Regions from separate parts of the Mus musculus genome. Here region 1 is linked to region 2. Evidence: chromatin contacts called from public promoter capture Hi-C data. All regions are on one chromosome and are shown on one strand. The core of a region is the stretch at or near the end of the contact, and the rest is flanking DNA. Distances in the headings are between cores, read along the strand shown. Region 1 holds the start of Desi2 (desumoylating isopeptidase 2). Region 2 holds the start of Akt3 (thymoma viral proto-oncogene 3).

Region 1 (5,126 bases), core at 634-3,133, 940 kb before region 2:
CTAAACAACAACAGGGGGCAAAATTAATTAAGAAAAGATTCCCATGGAACACAAAAAGTTTAAATCCAGAGAATAATTTATTAACCAGTAGAGTAGGCTGTTAGTCATACAATACGCATGCTCTTCTCGAATCTCCTGCTCCAGTTATCCAACTTTTCCCTTCATGATTAACTTTTCCTAGTCTGTTACTCTACCTCTCATCTCCAGACTTACACTGGAACCTACTAGAAGAGAAACCTCGCTTCTAGTTACCAGCAGACCATGCCCTGTCAACGTTAACTTCTAGATATAGCATGAGGAATCCTTTTCTATCAATAGCTCCCTGTTCATTTAAAAATTTATAAACAATACAAAGAAGAAAGAGCTTAGAGCTGTAATTAAGAGCCAAGACTTCTTACTGTTGAATTTCTTCTAAGTACTTTTAAGCCAACAGAAATAATGCTGGAGAAATTTCATGTGTCAATGCATAGCCAAGAAATTTCAGGCTTTTCAGGGGAAGGCTATCCTTTACAAAACAAAAATTAAGTAACCAAAGGAGAGTGAACACACCCAAACGTAGCCTCCCTGCGGCGATCATTCTCTACCAGGTGCTTCTTCTAGGGGTATTATTGCACTTGGAACCTGAGGGGATCCAGCCTTTGAACCCTAGCCTGAATGTTTTCAGTTCTTCAAAGTTAGATGACATAATAAACAAGGCTGTCTTTCCCTCTCTAGCGGTCACGTCATCCACCTGTTGCATCACCTGGAAAGTGGCCTTCGGATTCTAGGATCACCTCTGTGATCGCTAAATAATTCAATGGCGCTATTTTCTACATAAATTTTCGCTTCTTTCATTTTTATGAGGATGCCTTGGAGGTGAGGGTGTATTGGCTCCGGTTCACCTCTGGGGAGACGCTAGCATCCGCATCGAAGCTGTGACTTTCTAGACTTGAAGGGCTTGAGAGTTGTCGGAAGCCTCGAGCATTTGGAGACAGACAAGGGCCAGCAGGAGCAGGGCAGAGGGGAGCTGAGCAGCTTAGAGGCCAGGTGGCAGTTGGGAGGGAGGTCGCCCTGCGACCGAAGCTTCGCGGATAGGACACGGCTCATCCGCCCAGGGGTCGGGCCCACAGCCAGGGGAGCTGAGGGCTGGGACGAGGCTCGAGCCCAAGCCCTCTTTCGGACTGACTGGGACACCTCCAGGAGGCGCGCGGGCCAGTCTCGGGATTAGAAGACAGCGCGACTGTCCCCTCCCCCCACCCCTGAGAACTAAGCTGGAGGCGGAGGCGCGAGGCAGGAAGCACCGGGCCGGGGTCCCGACCCCTGACAGGGCCGGCCAGCGCGGGCCGCCAGGGGACGCACTCACCATGTCGTAGACGTTGAGCACCACTAACTGGTTAGCCCCCATCCTTCTCCCCACGGCCGCCGCCTCGTCCTCCAGCCGCTCGGTCTCCGCGGGGCGGAGGCCGCTGCCACCCCCGCGGGCGCCTCAGGCAGGGCTCGAGCCGGGCACTAAGCGTCCAGCCCGGCCCACCGCAGCCGGGGCGGAAGCATCCGGCAGCCGGGACCGCTCCCGGGAGACGCTGTCAGAAACCTGTACGAGGACCCGGCCAGACAGGTGGAGAGGCAGCTCCAGCTCAGGCGCCTCCCCTCGGCCGCAGACACGTGGGGGAAGGCGGGGCCTGGGCGAGGGGCGGGCTTTAGGCACCCTGGAGGCGGGGCCGGCCAGGATCCAGGGATGAGCCCGCCTGCGCGTTGAGGCTCTCAGGCTCTGCAGCTGGAGACCTAAAATGGCGACAGGCCGGATGCCTCTTCACCCTGGTGGCTCGAGGTCGCAGAAAGACTACCGTTCCCAGAAAGCAGAGGGAGAACCCGCGATTCCTATTGGGCGTGTAAGCAGTCTGACTACATATCCCAGCATTCACCAGGATATTGTAGGCACTCACGTCTCCCTGGGAGACTACAGTTCCCAGAAAGTCCTGCGAAGAGTTTGTCAGGGGAACCTTCGCTGTTCGTCCTTGGCGAGCAGAGACTCCATTTGCCTTTTAGTTTTCAGTGCTGTTTCTGGTGTTTGTAGCGTGAGATGTGAATCCAACGCAATGTGAAGAAGTGATGACTAAGTTTTCCAAAGCCCTTCTGCTTTTTTTTTAATTTTTGAAAATATAGAAGTGAGGCAATAAAGGGAGGAAGGTTACCCTTGTAAAAGTAGGATGTAAGAAAGTCTCCTTTAACCCTCAAAACGGAATTCACATTTCGTGAATGACAGAAAGCTAGTCAAATATAAGAGAGCCAAGAATTCCAATTAGAGGAGACAAAAGTACATAGACATAAGACATGTTTTTTGTACTTAAGGAACAAAATAAAAGTTCTCTGTGGCTAGAATATAATGAGCAAAGAGGTGATCTGTGGACAGGCAGTTAACTGGTCAGAAGACATCCTGAGTTTTCAGTTAGCTGAGATTGAATATCTATTTTACATTTTAGATTTATCAATTGTGTGTGTGTTTGTGTGTCTCTGTGTGTGAAAGAGTGAAAGAGACTGAGAAAGACAGAAGACAGAGACAAAGACAGCAAGGGGTGCAGGTGACCAAAGAGGACAGAGGGCAGGGATGCTCTGCAACCGAAGTTATAGGCTGCTGTAAGTTGCTTGACCTGAGTGTTGGGAACCAAACTGAGATCCTCTGCAGAGCAACAAGTACTTTTAGTGGGCAAGCCATCTCTCCAAACTCTGAGGTTGGATTTTAAATGAAGAGTTGGTAGGGTTTGAGCCAAGGAACGACATGAATATGTACATAAGTCTCTTAAAAGATTGCTTGAGAGCTAGAGAGAAAGCTCAATGCTTAAGAGTACTGGCTGCTCTTCCAGAGGTCCTGAGTTCAATTTCCAGCAAACACATGGTGGCTTACAACCATCTATATTTGGGATCAGATGCCCTCCTCTGATATGTCTGAAGACAGATATGATGTACTCAGATAAATAAATAACTTTAAAAAATTAAAAATTGCTTGAGTTTCTGTGTGAAATTTTAATGAGGCAAGGGAAATAGAAACATGACCATTAACGTGGTAAATTGTAAAAGTGGCTTCTCAAATTATATATGACCTTTGATGCCTCTCTCTACTGTCTTTAGCAAGCTTTGGCTTGATTTGGTCAATGGGTTATTAACAGATATAATGCAAGAGATTTAAAAGGCACTTTGGATTTGTGGCTTGGTTTCTTCCTCATCTTGGGAGTCTAGTGACCAGCCTTATATTAAAAAGTGTGGACATTAAATTTGTTGGGGGAGTTAGGGGTAGTCTCAAAAATAGGTCCTGGATGTTTGACAAATTTGGGTAGATAGTATGTTATTCATAATATATCAAACATTTGAGGGAGAAGCAGGTTAGAAAGGGAAATGAAATTACTGTTAGGTCATGTTATATTTTCAGTGCCTTTTAGAGTCTCATGAGATGTTGAGTAGGCATTTGCATAAATGAAATGGAGTCACAACCATTAATCTGACTAAAATAAACATTTCAGTAGAACTTAAAGCCTAGAGACTTGTTGGGCAGTCTTTCTGTTGCTGTGATAACACCTGCTCTGACAGAAAGCAGCTTAGGGCAGAACAGGTTTAGGGGTCACAGTCTATCACAGAAGGAAGTCAGGACAGGGCAGGAACTTAAAGCAAGCACCTTGGAGGAGCAGTGCCTGCTGGCTCAATCACTGGTTTATGCTTGGCTAGCTTTTTTAAGAAACTCAAGACAACCTCTCCAGGGGATGTAACACCCAGGGTATACTGGGCCCTCTTATATCAATTAGTTAAGACAATACCCACAGGCTAATTTGATAAAGGTAATCCGTTAATTGGAACTTCTTTTGCAGATGACTATAGGCTATGTGAAATTAAGGGTTGAAGCACTAGGAAATATTGAAAAAATGCAGCTGGAAAGAAATATTAAAAGGGGGAGGAGGTGGGAGGTCAGGCTAAAGAAGGCAATATGGGGAGGACAACTAACATGAATAGCCTTTGGAAAAACCATATGGAAATGTACTATTGTAAAAGCATCATAACATTATTTAACATTACTCTAACATTACACTATTGCCAAGTCTATTGGTTACTATTTTTGTTTTGTTTTGTTTTGTTTTTTGAGACAGGGTTTCTCTGTATAGCCCTGGCTGTCCTGGAACTCACTTTGGAGACCAGGCTGGCCTTGAACTCAGAAATCTGCCTGCCTCTGCCTCCCAAGTGCTGGGATTAAAGGCGTATGCCACCACCACCTGGCTTGGTTACTTTTTTTAAAAGATTTATTTTTTATGTATGTGAGTACACTGTAGCTGTACAGATGGTTGTGATCTTTCATGTGGTTGTTGGGAATTGAGTTTTAGGACCTCTGCTCACTTGTGTCAGCCCTGCTAGCTCAGGCTCTGCTTCCTTCTACCCAAAGATTTATTTATTACTATACATAAGTACACTGCAGCTGACTTCAGATGCACCAGAAGAGAGCATCAGATATCATTACAGGTGTTTGTGAGCCACCTTGTGGTTGCAATGTGGTTACTGGGATTTGAACTCAGGACCTTTGGTCAGTGCTCATATCCGCTGAGCCATCTCGCCAGCCCTATTTTCCATAGCCTTACAGAAAGGCCTTATGGCCAAAAGCACCACTTATGTCATCAAATGTCAAAAATGGATCTGGGGCTGGTGAGATGGCTCAGTGGGTAAGAGCACCCGACTGCTCTTCCGAAGGTCCGGAGTTCAAATCCCAGCAACCTCATGGTGGCTCACAACCATCTGTAACAAGATCTGACTCCCTCTTCTGGAGTGTCTGAAGACAGCTACAGTGTACTTACATATAATAAATAATTCTTTAAAAAAAATGGATCTGTTGGCCAACTAGAAGCTTCCTCCCTACTGACTCATGTTCATGGTACTGAGGTGTACTGGTCATGATACCAGAGGAGAAAGGTAACCATCAGTCTCACCTAGGTGCAATCCTGGTTGCCACAGTAGCAGCTTGGCTACAAGACACATGATGTAATGAGGCAGCAGTGGCACAAAATTACAGGGGCAACCAACCACAGTTTTCTTCTTTCTTTCTTTCTTTCTTTCTTTCTTTCTTTCTTTCTTTCTTTCTTTCTCTATCTATTTAACCTGGGTTTATGGATTGC
Region 2 (4,920 bases), core at 567-3,066:
CTAGAGCTTTTATTTTTTTTCCTGTTTGTATTGTTTTTAATGTGAACTGGGTATTACTTTAAATAATATGACTGCTTCCTCTGTCAGTACTCAGTGTGGGAATTATTGGTAAATTATCTCTTATTTTAGAATATTTAATGTTAGTAGAGATATTTCATGGGGACAAAATTGTAAACATTTCCCAAACAACTTTAACAAAGGACTTACTTTATCTAGTTTCTTTTAGTTCAACACTCTATCGAACAATCATAATTTTGGGAAAGAGACCCAGATTACAGTATCCTTCTTTATTCTGCAGCAACACATCCCCATAATTATGATTTTGAGTAGTCCTGTCCCTGTCTTTATGTATTGTGCATGACATATGTGCAGAGCCCATGAGAGGGTGGTCTTCTGTGGAGCCTTTGTCAGGTTGTATAGAGGATGTCTATTTTTGGTCACTGATTGATGAACGGGTAGAATTTGCACATAATTTGTATTGGAAGAGGAATTGTAATCTAGTTAAGTACTATCTGGGAATTCAACCTTGAATTTAATTCTATACATATTTATGAAGGTCCGACTTCATAGAATAGTACAATTAGTCTATGTACCTATTTTTTTTTTCTGTTTACTTAAAGTTTATGTTGTGTGTCACTTAAGACTGGTTATCTGGCCCATATTTTTGCAAATGTGGAAGCACTTTCACAAAGTTCTGTGGCAACATTTCCCCTCTTAGATTGGTAGGGACAATAATAGTGCAGTTCATTAAGCTTATTGCTCTATGTAAGGATGCCTTGAAGAAACCTTTTACTAAGTTATCATGTAAAGACCTAGGGGATAAACTTCTGGTTAATATCTTAGGAAACACTGTTTTCTTCTCAGCAGCTCTCGTCTTTTTTGTATTACAGACATTAATACTGAAACCTATCATGGTTTTGAATTAGCAGTTTTCCTAAAACATTTCATTCCAAATTTTTGACTTTCACAAGTAGAGTTTTGAAATGAAGAGTGCCAATTTAGGAGTGAGGTACTCCAAATTCAGATTTTGGCTCTACAGCTTACTACCTTGAAATCTAGCAATTAGTTATTCTCTTTGAGCCCCAGGCTCACAGTTCTGTGAAATGAAGGCCGAGTGTCCTAACAGAGTTGTAAAGATTATCAGAGAATGACAGATGAACAATTTTGGCATGTCTTTTCTACTTTTATATTTCCTTTGTTCTACTTTTTGTATCTACCCAAGGAAATAATGTTGTATACTTAATGTAATTTACCTAAAATATTTTTAGAACAAGGCAGATTATATGAATGTTAGTTTCTTGCAACATTGTATTTTACATAAAATAAAGCAATTAAAACTATAATGATTTTTGAAATTAAAGGGATGTGGGCCACTCAACTTTCATTCTTTCTCCCCTTCATCCCAAATACACAGTACAAAATGTGCTTTCTGTATATTTGTAGATCTGACAGTTATTTTGTTAGGACATTTAATTTCAGTCTCTTAAGTTAAATATTTCACTATCATTTAACATCTGCCACAAGACCAGAGCAGTGTATTCATAGAACCATTTATTAATCCCCCCATGTTTGAGAAGCTAGACTTTATGTGCGGTCAGGCCAATTGAAGACATTTACAAAGACTTAGTTGTTTGTTATTGCTATGTGAGTTCAAGAATGGAAAAAAAAAAAAGAAATTCTTTCTTCAATACTTCCTTCCAGGCTGAGTCATCACTAGAGAGTGGGAAGGGCGGCAGCAGCAGCAGCAGCAGCAGCAGCAGCAGCAGCAGCAGCAGCAGCAGCAGCAGCAGCGAATCCAAACCCTAAAACTGACCTGCAAAGCACCATTTCTCCAAGTTGGGGGGCTCAGAGGGGAGCCATCATGAGCGATGTTACCATTGTGAAAGAAGGTTGGGTTCAGAAGAGGGGTAAGTTAAGTGCTGAGCTGTGAGTGGGTGCTGAGAGTTGGTCTTTCCTCTGGCGCTGTTGAATCAAGTGGGAAGTGCTGTCTGATAGGGCTGAAAGAAACTTTACCATGTATGTTAGGAGTCTGCTTATTTAGGGATTTCCTTCTAATTCTTTTTTTTTTGTAGTTTATAATTATGACGTTAGATTTTTGCATGCATGCATGTTAGTAATGTATTTTTCTATAATGTCTTCAGATTCAACAGACTTTACAGAATTTAACATAGAAATGAACTCTTGTGTCTATAAATGATATATTGATATTTAGATAAAAATATGGCTCTGTGTAAATTTGTATGGTAGCATAAAGAATTAATATAGTAAGGCGAGGGCTTACATTTAAACTGTTAGACTAAACAGACCCATAAATTAGGTAAATTAAAGCTCTTATATAAAAATTCAAATGTGGACAGTGATTTTTTTTGTTTAATTTTATATTTTTTGTTTACATGATCTACTTTTACTGTATATTTCCTGTCCACTCTTTTTTGATAAAGGCATTATTTTTATTATTAAATAACTGCTATAAAATTTAGTTTATAATGTGAGTGATCACCTCCTTACTTAATCTATATGTTTATTAGAGATCTGGACTTTAGGCTAGTTGCTCAGCAATTATACCTGTCTACGTACATGGCCAGATTCAGTAGACTGAGGAATCCTTTTGGCCCTATTTGAGAGTTGAAAGTTACCTCTAACCACTGACTTTCATTTCTTTGAAAATCTTTGGTTAATGCTTAGGCTAAAGAGCTGTTGTCAGTTTTTAAATGGAATTTTAAAATAGGCCTTATCAAGTTATAATTTACATACAATAAATATTCCAAAAAACCCTTTTAATGGGTTGTGCCTTTTTATGGTGTACATTTGTGGTGATGTAACAAACACTACAGGCCTAAAATAGAACATTTCTATCACTCTAAAAAGTTCTTTCCATGTTGCTTTTAGTTCACTGCTTCTCTTTCAACTTTGGCAATCACCTGATGTGTTGTCTCTTACTATAATTATGATTTTCAAAGATTTCAGTTCAGTGGACTCATAAAACCCATGGTCTTTTGTGTCTAGTTTCTTTCCTACTCACACTTCACTGCTTTATCCATGTCGTTTATGTGAAAAGAAGAACTACTTCAGGAAATACTATTCTTCATTTATTTGTTTATTTTTAACTAATTTTCTTTTTGAAACAGAATCTCACTTTATACCCAAGTTGCAGTTAGACTTACTATGTAGCTCAGGTAGTTATTCAACTTGATGATTCTCCTGTCTAGGTCTCTTGAGAACTGGGGTTATAGGCATGTTTTACCACTCCTGGCTTTGTCTTTTTAATACTTGGTAGAAATTTGGTTTGTCTCTGGATATTGTGAATAAAGTTTTTATGAACATTGAGTACATGATGTTTCCATTTGTATTGGTAATAACCTAGGATAAGATTGCAGGTTATATGGTAAGTGCCTGTTTAAATTTATAAAACTGCCAATTTATTTTCCAAAGTGACTGACCATTTGTGTCATTATATTTGTCCTTTGCTTTATTCTCTCATGTATTTGGAAAGTATTTTCAGATTTTAGTGTTGTGTTTTTTGTTTTCTTTCTTAACTAGTTTATATTCTTTCACCTTTTTAGAGGGGAGCAAAGGAGAGGAAATGGCAAGTCACTTAAACCTCTAAAAATTTCCTTTATTATTTCCTAAAATTTGATCCTAAGATCATTGTAAGACTCAAGTGAAATAATGAATCTGCCTTTCTGTATACTCATGTCTGTCTAAGGTCTTAGGGTGGTTCTTAATTCTGTAAAATTACATCTTTTCTGAAGTACCATGATGAAAGCTTAGTGTTTAGCTCATAAGATATATAATAGAAAACAAAGAAAATGGTACATAAGAAATTTTGTTGTTCAGAGGTCCTCCCCCAACGTGTATCTGCCTTTCTGCATTCATGTTCGTGCTTATTGAAAAATAATAGCCATCTGAACATATTGTGAGTAGTACTCAAATGTATGAAATGAAATGTAAAGACCCTTCTGTACTTTACCTCTTCAGCTGGTTCTTCTTCTGTTGATCAGTATCCTAATTGTGCATATAATATACAATACTTTATTTTCGGATAGCCATTTTCTCATAATCTAGTGTTTCTGTTATGAAAATGAAAAAAATACCTTTGAAGGCCGGCTTATCCTGCTCACCCCGCTCACCCTGCTCTCCCCGCTCACCAATTCACCCTCCTTTTTTGGGTGGGGTTGGGTTTCCGGCTAAGACTTTGATGTTAGATCATCACTTTTGAGAACTTTTATTTCTAAATTTGCTTCTTGTAAACTATGTTGAATTCCCAACATTCCCTTCATGGATTGTGCCATCATTAATGCTTATTACATATTGTCAAGGCTTATAGTAGTTAAACTTGTTGAATCTGAAAAGCAATGAATAACATTATAATTCTTTAATGTTAGTGATATGATAGTACCCTAAATATAAAAGAGATTTTTCACACCTCAGTTCTCAATAGCATGTATTCTATAGTTTATATAATGACTATTTTTTTTTTGAACTTCTTTTCTTATCTTTTTGATTTTCTTTCCTATTTTGACTTTTCAGACGAGGTCTGACTACATATTCTAGGCAGACCTTCAACTTGAGTTTCTCCTACCTCAGTCTCCCAAGTTTGGAATTGTCGATATTGGCCACAGTATGGCTTTCCCCTGAACATTCTGATGGCCATGTTTTCCCCATGCTGATTGAAGGACATATGCCTTATTGATTGTTTAGCTTTTTTTTTTTTTTGGTTTTTCAAGACTGGGTTTCTCTGTATAGCCCTGGCTGTCCTGGAATTCACTCTGTAGACCAGGCTGGCCAGAAATCCGCCTGCCTCTGCCTCCCAAGTGCTGGGATTAAAGGCGTGCGCCACCACGCCCGGCAATTGTTTAGCTTTTTATTTACAATGTTTGAAGTACTAGTGCATGGTTTTCTGGATATGATACTTACAAA

What was found. Promoter capture Hi-C pulls out the DNA fragments that hold promoters and counts their contacts.
Region 1: a contact with region 2 is called in a promoter capture Hi-C map of the HPC-7 cell line, with 2.3 times the contacts expected there. The contact joins the promoter of Desi2 here to the promoter of Akt3 in region 2. A contact is called at or near these places in 3 of 39 promoter capture datasets (the 3T3-L1 cell line, the HPC-7 cell line and pre-B cells) and 1 of 115 datasets of contacts at active chromatin or transcription factors (microglia).

Annotation. Positions count from the first base shown.
Region 1 is chr1:178,184,174-178,189,299 of GRCm38.p6, reverse strand. Desi2 (desumoylating isopeptidase 2) reads right to left here and starts at 1,883. Exons shown (of 5, transcript NM_024282.3): 1 at 1,343-1,883. The coding sequence starts at 1,384.
Region 2 is chr1:177,245,663-177,250,582 of GRCm38.p6, reverse strand. Akt3 (thymoma viral proto-oncogene 3) reads left to right here and starts at 1,816. Exons shown (of 13, transcript NM_011785.4): 1 at 1,816-1,907. The coding sequence starts at 1,862.